Regions from separate parts of the Drosophila melanogaster genome. Here region 2 is linked to region 1. A link is a contact called in public Hi-C data. All regions are on one chromosome and are shown on one strand. The core of a region is the stretch at or near the end of the contact, and the rest is flanking DNA. Distances in the headings are between cores, read along the strand shown. Region 1 holds the start of CkIIalpha (casein kinase IIalpha). Region 2 holds the start of Vps11 (Vacuolar protein sorting 11).

Region 1 (4,914 bases), core at 628-3,127:
GGAAAATCTTTTCCAGAATTAGTATAAATGTTTCCTGTATCCCGTAAGACCGTCTACAATGTTTTAAAAGGCTCGGAAAAAGAGGGCAGGCTTGAACCTAAGAGTGGTGGTGGGCGGAAAATTAATATTAAAAAGCGTGTAGACCGCTTTATTATGCGAATAGTGATTGCGAACCCCCGAATCTCGGTCAGAGCACTTGCTCTGGATATCAGGCAAGAATGTCACCTAACTGTGTCACACGAAACTGTGCGCCAAGTCATCCTACGCCATAGGTACTCTTCAAGAGTTGCAAGGAAAAACCCTTTGCTATCAGATGCCAATATTGAAAAGCGTCGATCATTCGCTGTGAGCATGATGGATCATGCGGAAGAGTACTGGGATGACGTCATATTTTGTGACGAAACAAATATGATGCTCTTTTATAACGACGGGCCAAGCAGAGTATGGCGCAAACCGTTGAGTGCGCTAGAAAAACAAAATACCATTCTAACGATAAAATTTGGAAAAATGTCACTAATGGTTTGGGGCTGTATCACCAGCCGTGGAGTGGGAAAACTAGCCTTAATTGAGAGCACAATAAATGCCGTGCAATATCTAGGAATTTTAAAAAACAAATTTGAAGGCCAGTGCAGAAAAATTTGGTCTAGTTAGCAACAACAAGCCAAATTTTATATTTTAAGAGGACATGATCAGAAACATAAAGAGTGCAATGTACGCACCTGGCGCCCTTATAACTGTGGTAAAGTGATCGATACGCCCCCTCAGAGTCCTGATCTGAACCCCATTGAAAATTTGTGGACCTACTTAACGAAGAAGGTGGCAAAAAGGGACCTAAAACACAACAACAGCGTATGACTGTAATAGTCGAAGATTGTGAAAAGATCCCGTTTGAATATGACCTGCAAAAACTTGTCCAATCCATGAAAAAAAGGCTTCAACTTGTAGCTAAAGCCAATGGGGAACATACTACATACCAAAACTTTTAAAATTTTAATAAAATAATTTAAAAATTTAGGATTAAACTAAATAAATTAAACAAAACACTAAATGTGTTTTGTGTAAAGAGTTCACAGTGTGTAAACAGTTTTTTGACAAACTGTATATATATTCTATATATATTATAGAATTATTATATTATATTATATTATATTATATATATCAATACTCTGATTTCGGTGCAAATATGCTTACCACGTGCCATCGTTGCTGAACTTTGACTGATCTGCAGTAATTTTAAACTTATTTTGTTCTGCATTTTGTTTTACTTTGCAGATTATACCAAGATAGTTTTTCCGTTGTTCTTCTGTTCAGATAACGGTAAGCTTGAAAATCCCAGTCGGAAGTACGGAAGGTATCAAAGGAAATAAGTATTACTAAGTGCTTCTTTTTCTGCATAACAACAACAAAAAATTACGATCTTGACGATTAAGAATTGGAAATGCAACTGGACAGAAACGTAATAAATAAACCACACCTTTTCGCCCTTCTCTGTCTGCTTCTATTGTTTTCGTCATTTTCTTATTGTGAGTACGGTTAGTTTAAATTCTTCGTGTCCTTTTTACTATGGCGATCAAAAATATTACTTCAGTGAAAGAAAATGTACATACAGTTTGTCAAGAAATTGTTTGCACAATGAAAATAAATTGTATATTTGACTTTCAATGCAAAAATATAAAGGCCTTTTATTAAAAGGCATGAATTTATTTTTATTGATAACTATTTATTTATATGTTTTTTATCAATATGTGAAAAAAAAATAACAAAACTATTGACAATGAACAAGAAAAACAACTGAAACCAAGTTTGCATAGATTTGACACTGTCAAGGAATTCTTTTGTTTTCAATTTTGCTCCTATTCCGAGAAATTTCGATAACTAAACGGTACAGAATCGTCATTTACATATTTCTTTATACTCGTTGCATTTGGTTGAGAAAGTGAAGTGATCTTTGCTCCAGTTAGTTTTGAGAAATTTAGAAATGCCTGGCAGAAGATTGAGTTTATAATCACCATTTGGGAAAATCTGTCACGGAATTGTCAGAAATGTTTTCTGCATCGCGGGGAACAATTTATAACGTAATTAATCGCACAAAAACGAGGGCAGATTGGAATCAAAATGTGGAACAGGACGTAAAAATAAAATTTCCAACCGTTCAAACCGAGTTACTATGCGAAAAATTTATGAAAATCCGCAAATATCTTTAAGAACTGTTGCTAATTAGCTTAAGGAGGGCTGCGATCTGGATGTGTGACACGAAACAGTGCGCCAAGCCATACTCCGTCATAAGTACCACTCACGGGTAGCAAGAAAAAAACCGATGCTGCCGACAATTAACATCGAAAAGCGGCTTACTTTCGCTATCGAAATGCAACATCAGCCAGAAGATTACTGGAATAACGTAATTTTCTGCGACGAAACCAAGATGATGTGTTATACGACGATGGACCCAACAGAATGTGGCGTAAGGCGCTAACTGCGCTGGAGAACCGCAACCGTCAAGTTTAGCAAAATGTCGGTTATGATTTGGGTATGCATCTAGTCGAGGAGTTCGAGATTTGGCATTCATATTGATCACAATGAAAGCAGAGCATTATTTAAACATTTGAAATGCAATCTGACATCCAGCGCCATTTGGTTTTTATAAGAACAATAGACCTGATTTCAAATTCACAAAGTGAATTAGTCGATAGGCCAATTGGAAGAGACTACTATTACTGTCTGTTTTCTGTCTGTCTGTAAATTACAGAAAAATTAATAAAAAATCTTTGATATCCAATTCTGTAAGCTGCCTTCGAAATGTTCAGTTAAAAGACTAGACCATTCCAGCCTTTTGCCGATTATGTTACTACGTAAAATATCTGGTGTGCCTCAGAAAATACTCTCATTCCTACTTTGGATATCCAAAACGAGATTGGCCACCTAGTCTGATTCGGATTATCTGAGTTTGGGTCTATAATAAATGAAGCAATACAATTGTAAGCTCAATGTTTCTGCTGCTTATAACATATAAATCTTTGTAACTTTATTCTAGGATAGTAACAACTCTTAGCGGTCCGTTCGAAATGACTGCTGAAAATGGCTAAAATACAAAACCATGAAGTGTAATATATATAATGTGAATTTTTGTAAATGTTACTGTTATATTTATCTGCCCGAATACCAATGACTTAGTTATGATAAGCACAAATCTGGGTTGAAAAACATAAGGTGTGCTTATGGTTGAGGTAAGATTCTAATTTACTTATTTAGTTGTAGTTTTTTAGCTTTGACGTTTAATCGCCAAAAATATTTTTTATTCCAATAAAAATGTATCGAAGAACACGAACACATACATATTTTACAGTATGTAGATTTTAGTGAGAACAACATATAAAGCAATTCAGTTTTGATTTCAAATTGTTTCAAAACAAAGGAAAACACTTATCTCAAGTACATGATTATCGGTTTGCGACGAAACCTTTTGTGCTTCCGGTGTTCGTGTCTTCCTTTTCTCGTGTGCTTCGTTGGAAGAGGTTAGTGAGCGGTAAATGATCTTTGGAAATCTAATATGTTTCATGTTTATAGAAGTTTATATTATCTTACCAAGTTTCTGTTTTGTGCTGTGATGTTAGCATATATTTTATTTATTTGTTTTATTTTTCAGGAGTCGAAATGGGCCGACGACCAGCTAGATGGTAAGCAAATCAGTAATTTTGTATGAACTGTCCGTTTAGTAAAACTCTTATTTCATCCTCCAGCTACCGCTATTGCAAAAATAAGCCGTACCCTAAATCTCGGTTTTGCCGTGGTGTCCCTGATCCAAAAATTCGTATATTTGATTTGGGAAGAAAAAAAGCTACAGTTGAGGATTTTCCCCTGTGTGTTCATTTGGTTTCTGATGAATACGAACAGCTGAGTAGTGAAGCTTTGGAAGCTGGACGCATTTGTTGCAACAAGTACTTGGTGAAGTACTGCGGTAAGGACCAGTTCCACATCAGAATGCGCCTGCATCCATTCCACGTCATTCGCATCAACAAAATGTTGTCGTGCGCTGGAGCTGATAGGTAAATAATATTTCATATCTGTGTTAACTACTGTATTCTTATGACCTCTTTTGCACTAGGCTTCAAACTGGAATGCGAGGAGCGTTTGGAAAACCGCAGGGCACGGTTGCTCGAGTTCGTATTGGTCAACCCATTATGTCTGTCCGCTCTAGCGATCGTTACAAGGCTCAAGTTATTGAAGCTTTGCGGCGTGCTAAGTTTAAGTTCCCTGGACGTCAAAAGGCAAGTATAGCGAGTCACTTACAATAGTATTTAACCCAATAGTATATTAACCCATTTTTTCAAACATCGAAGTCTGAACAAACCACATGGAAAATTAGTAATCGCTTTTATTTCATGTCATGGGCGAGGCTATTCTAATATCGCCACAGTTAATTTGTTGGGAATGAGCTAAAAATAATATTACTAGCGAACCTAAATCAATATCTAAAGAACTTTAAAATAGTATTATAAATTATTTATAACTATATACCTCATTTAAAAGAAAAAAGTGTTGAATCTTAAACTTCTTATTTTCGTTCAAATTGGTGACAAGATTTTGGGTAACACGTCGAAATCGGCGTTAACTAAGGCAAAGATTTTATGATTGCTAGTGTAACCCGCAAGACCCTCGACAAAAATTTAATGCATTTCGCTAGGGATAAAAAGGAGAAATGTGGAATCTTCCGCGCTTGTCGAGCATACGCTTAGGTCTTTGTTGCAAGCTGATAACCACTCGATACTTCCTACTATTTTTCTTAACTTAATTATTTCCGTTTCCGCTAAACTCTCCTAGTAGGTATAAAAAAAGCATTAAAGGATGTTTATTCTTTAGTCCGTTAGCGGTCATTTGGTAAGACTACGACTATGGTTCGTGCAGGTAAAGAATTTT
Region 2 (4,914 bases), core at 900-3,399, 53 kb before region 1:
ACCCGGATTACAAGAAGCCATTCCATCTAACGACGGATGATTCAGCCTACGGTATTGGAGCAGTGCTTTCACAAGAGAACCGTCTTATTACAATGATCTCGAGGACATTAAAGAATAGGGAAATGAACTACGCCACGCAGAATCATGTGTTGCGACCATTCACAATGAGATTTCTCTCACCCACACCATAGAATCAACGGATAAGCCCCTAAACTCCTTCCAGAACCAACTAATTCTAGAAGAGGCCCGCTTTCCGCTCTTTCGTTCTCTTTAAAAATAAGAAACGACACGCAATCAATTTCACCGACAAGGAGTCATTACTCCATAACCTTGCGGATGCAATAGTCCCCAAGGGCGTAAACGCCCTCCATTGCGATTTTACACTTTAGCAACGGTGCAGGACGACTGAGTGCGGAGATTCCCGACTACAAAATTCTGGCACTGCAAAAACCGGGTTACAGACATTTTTGGGCCCACTGGGCCCATAGGGCCCACCGGTCAGCCCAAGAAAATGTGAAACTACTTCCCAAAAATGGCCATACCGACGATCTAGAAAGAGTTAGATTCACATAGTGGCAGTTGACACAGTCAAACAATAGGCAAATCTAAATTAATACTATAATACTATAAAATTCCCCAAAATAAAATTATCTTGAAAGAAGGTCACTATCTTGTCCCAGTCTCTTGCAAAGGGGTTATGCTGCGAACAACCGACAACATGTTAGCAAAGCGTAGAGAAGAAGTCCATACAATCTAAACCTCCACCCCAACACCGGGAGCTACCTTTTGCCAACTATCAACGGAAAGATCATGCGCCAGGGAACTACACGCAGGCGTTCTAGGGCATTGCGAGTCACAACCAAGCGACCTACACCCGCTTACCCGCGTGGATGAGGAAATCATCATCATCAATGACCGGCCAGCCAGCCACAGACAGGCAATGGAACAGATGTCTATCTACGTGGCACACATCCCATTACCTTCAACGATCGCGTCGTGATAAATGACACCACCTTTATAAATCACGACAAGGCCCAAATACGAGCTCCAGGGGTAGCTAGTTCCGCATCATTGAATATCACCGCCAACAAAGATATTCTGAGTCTCCCCTGTCTTCACCAGCTGAGTGAACGTAACTTGGAGTTCATCAAAGAGTTCGGGAGAGAAATTGATACTAATCATTCATAATAATATTTATATATTATAATATTCGCATAATATTTATCGCAGCAGCGGTTTGTTTACGGTTCATCGGAGCGCGGAGATCTACAATCCAATTAAACGGGATGATCGCCGAATTAGGACCAGCCGAGGACGGCCGTAATCTTAAAGGGGGAGTCGTTAACACAAGCCAACCAACTAGAACAGTTGGTTTAGTGTATTAAACATAATATCAAAGTGCTGACCCAGCATTGGGCCGGAAACCCGTGCGCAGCCGGCAAGCACATCATATTTGCGTGGCCGCTTCGAGTCTTTGTTAGCTATAAGAATCATTTTTAAGTTTCAGTTTGAATTTGCATTTACCATATTAAAGAGCGACAGCTCGTCAACTCCGACTAAGCGTTCTAAAACATATTTTTATTACTTACTCTGCCAGACCACAAGGCTGGCAGTTAAAAGAGGAAAGTTCCTCTCAACGTAAATAATAATCTTCTGCTCCCCGGAGTAGCCATCGACGGAAGCCCTTCACCTCTGGAGGAATCCTGACGACGACAGTATCGCAAGACGGTGCGATCAATCTTTATATAATTTATATATTCTTTATCAGTATCAACAGCCGAGTCGATAAAGACACGCCGGTATGTTCGGTCGACCGTTTCTATGTAAGCAAGGCCTTAGTTTTAAAGCCATCTCCATGAAAATATCCCAAACATGTGATTTCTATTGCTGGAACGGGCCGATAAATGCCATGTAGATACGTGTTTGTTTTTTTTTTTTGCGTCATAATGTGTTGTTTTATTCGGTTTACACCAATTTTTACAGTGTCAGAAATCCGAGCTTCGTTTTTTTCAATAATTTCTTAAAGATTAATTACTACATAGCTTATTTTAATAATTATATTATATATCCACATCTAAGATTAAAATCATAACAATTGGATGTGCTTAGTGTAATTTGCTTATAAAAACTACTTTATATTTTCATATTGCACTGTTTCATTTTGTTGGCCAACCCGTAACGTCACACATGTTCCACTATAAGAATAAATATACACATTAATAATAGTATCATCGCATAATTATATGAAACTATTGACAGAATGGATATAAGTGTCTTTGAATGGAAGAAAGTGGATCTTTTCAATATAATCGTCGTACCATTTGTAAAAATTCCGAACACGGCAGAAATATCGTGCTACTGCTTTCCCGAATCAAAATCAAGCACTGAGGAAAGAAATATAAAATTAGTAATTTGTGATAAGAACAGAAATATTCTTATTTACCTTTCAAATTGGGAGTGTATTACCTTCAAATCTCCATCCACGCGGAAAGCTATTGCTCTTTGTTCCCTTACCAGCAATAACAGCCTTGCGACTGTCACACCGGATATCAATAATGGTATTCACATTGATATATTTGACCTTAATAGATTAACAAAAAAGCAAGCAGCTCCAATAATTGCATCTGCATATACTCAGCCTTCAAGTACGCCCTTATGCCTCAACGCAGACGTCATTGACGATAAATTGTTTGCGTTGGCGATAGGATTGGGAAATGGTGATATTCTTTTGCATTATGGAAAAATCACAAAAAATTTTTCTGCAAATATTCGCCAACATACTGTTTCTGGAAACGCAGTCAATGGAATACATTTTGATTTCAAAACACAACCTTTAGATACAACTCAAATAATGTTTGTGACATGTGTTCAAGGAGTTTATTGTTTTATGTTAAAAGAGAAATGCATAATGGATACAAAATTTGTACTTGATAATGATAAAGGTAATCTTAATTACCGCAGTATAATGTGCAAGGCTGGAGGTGGCGAAATAAATGATTCAATGTTGGTTGTGGGACGGGCAGACGCTGTTTATTGCTACACTCCTGAGGGAAGGGGTCCTTGTTTTGCTATCGAAGGAGCAAAGGAATGCCTGGCTTGGGTAGGCCATTACCTAATCGTCGGCGTCAAAAATTCAAACTTAAAGCAGAATGCAACGACACTAATTGTTTTAGATACGGAAAACAAAATAATAGTTTTTCAAAGGCAATTTCAGGAATTGTTTTATGTAATCAGTGAAAACAATTTTTGTTATATTGTTACGAATTCTGGCGACACGGATGCTTGCAACATGTTAATGTTAGAAAAAAACAGCATAGATGTTAATATACGTCTCTTAGTTGAAAAACATATGTATAACATTGCATTGAGATTGTTGCATCGAGAAGGCTATACTTCATCGCCAGAAACTGCATTGGTACGATTTCAGTACGGAAATCACTTACTTCAAAAAGGCGACTTCAGTAGAGCTACTCAAGAATTTATTAAAACCATCGGTTTTATTAAACCGTATGCTGTCATTTCGAAGCTTTTATATTCCAGATACAATACTTATTTACTAAATTACTTGACTGAATGGAAAAAAAAGAATGAGAGTTCAAGCTGTCATACAAGACTTATTGAATGCTGTATTAAGCGTGATCAAATTGAACATGAAATGCAGCAAGATGATTTCAAGCACTATAAAAGCCCTGCGAAAATAAAACATCTTGCAACCCTATCAAAAATGTATTTCGCATGTACCCCGTCCAATCAGGTCCCAGTTGAAGAAGAGCATTTATTACATCAATTGCTAGAATATGGACCTGCATCTCTAGCAGTTGATCTCACTACTTATTTAAATAATATAACATTTGAAAATGTAAAAGAATCAAAAAATATTCTTTCGTTTTGTTCCATTTTAGCAGATCATAACGATTATTGCGCTAAAATGTTAGCTAAAATCATAGAAGCTTTTCCAGTCTGTGACGAAAAACTATTGTTTTATTTGCTGGTCTTTTATTTCAAACTCTGGAGATTAGATAAAGTAACTTCAAGTTTTGTCTCAGATTTTATAAAGACACATAGCTTGCGGATGGACAAAACTATCATTGTAAGTAGGCTTTATACATTTTTTAATGTTACACAAAGAATACACGGCCATCAAAAAAATACAGGCACATTGCATAACGAAACAATAGACAAGTGCATTGAAAACCTAATAAAAAATAATCCCGATGTGGCTTTAAATGAAAATTTAAGTAAAAGATCATTTCTCATGATGTTAAAAAGTTCTTGCTCTACTGAAGAAATAAAAGCAATAAAGATAAAACCAATATTTAAGGATCGATTATTGCGAAGTATAGTTGATTCTGCAAATGAATTAAAGTTAGTTGAGAATTTCAACGAAAAGATTAAGAGGTCGAGATCCATGCTGTCTCTCTATACAAACAATCCAATCGAGTTTCGTAATGATAAATGTGACATCTGTCGTGAAATGTTAAGTATGCAGTCCATTTATTTTCTTTGTCAACATTCCTTTCATGAAGAATGCCTCAATTACAAATCGACCAAACGCCAAGAAAAGTTTTTATGTATTATATGTAAAACAAGAAATTTGTTAAGTCCAAAACATTCTTCCAATTTTTCCTGTGATTCTTCAGATACTATTGCAGTACTTGCAAAAATAGTTTCTATAGGAAATAAGTTAGAAACTAAACTTATGATAAGAGGACGGCAAAAAAGCGATGGCGTTACTTGTAACCCTTTTAATTAAAATATAAATATTATATTATAAATTTTATATTTATATAAAAAAGCTATATCTGAAATTATTTTCTTTAATTTTCAATGTATTATTCGTTAAAATAAATAAATGTACATAAATCGATACATTATATGGCACTGCCAAGCCACCAATTTTCTATTTTAAATGTG

Evidence for each region. A called contact is a pair of places that touch in the nucleus more often than the background predicts.
Region 2: a Hi-C map of the Kc167 cell line shows a contact between it and region 1, with 6 times the contacts expected there. A contact is called at or near these places in 4 of 107 Hi-C or Micro-C datasets (the Kc167 cell line and the S2 cell line) and 2 of 7 datasets of targeted methods (the Kc167 cell line and the S2 cell line).

What each region holds. Positions count from the first base shown.
Region 1 is chr3L:23,094,035-23,098,948 of dm6, reverse strand. It overlaps CkIIalpha (casein kinase IIalpha), which reads right to left and starts at 1,877. Exons shown (of 4, transcript NM_001300224.1): 1 at 1,475-1,877; 2 at 1,192-1,389. It overlaps RpL10 (Ribosomal protein L10), which reads left to right and starts at 3,478. Exons shown (of 5, transcript NM_001275304.1): 1 at 3,478-3,512; 2 at 3,644-3,674; 3 at 3,738-4,043; 4 at 4,103-4,265. The coding sequence starts at 3,652.
Region 2 is chr3L:23,147,734-23,152,647 of dm6, reverse strand. It overlaps Vps11 (Vacuolar protein sorting 11), which reads left to right and starts at 2,149. Exons shown (of 1, transcript NM_168987.2): 1 at 2,149-4,914. The coding sequence starts at 2,261. The coding sequence ends at 4,753. It also overlaps asRNA:CR45164.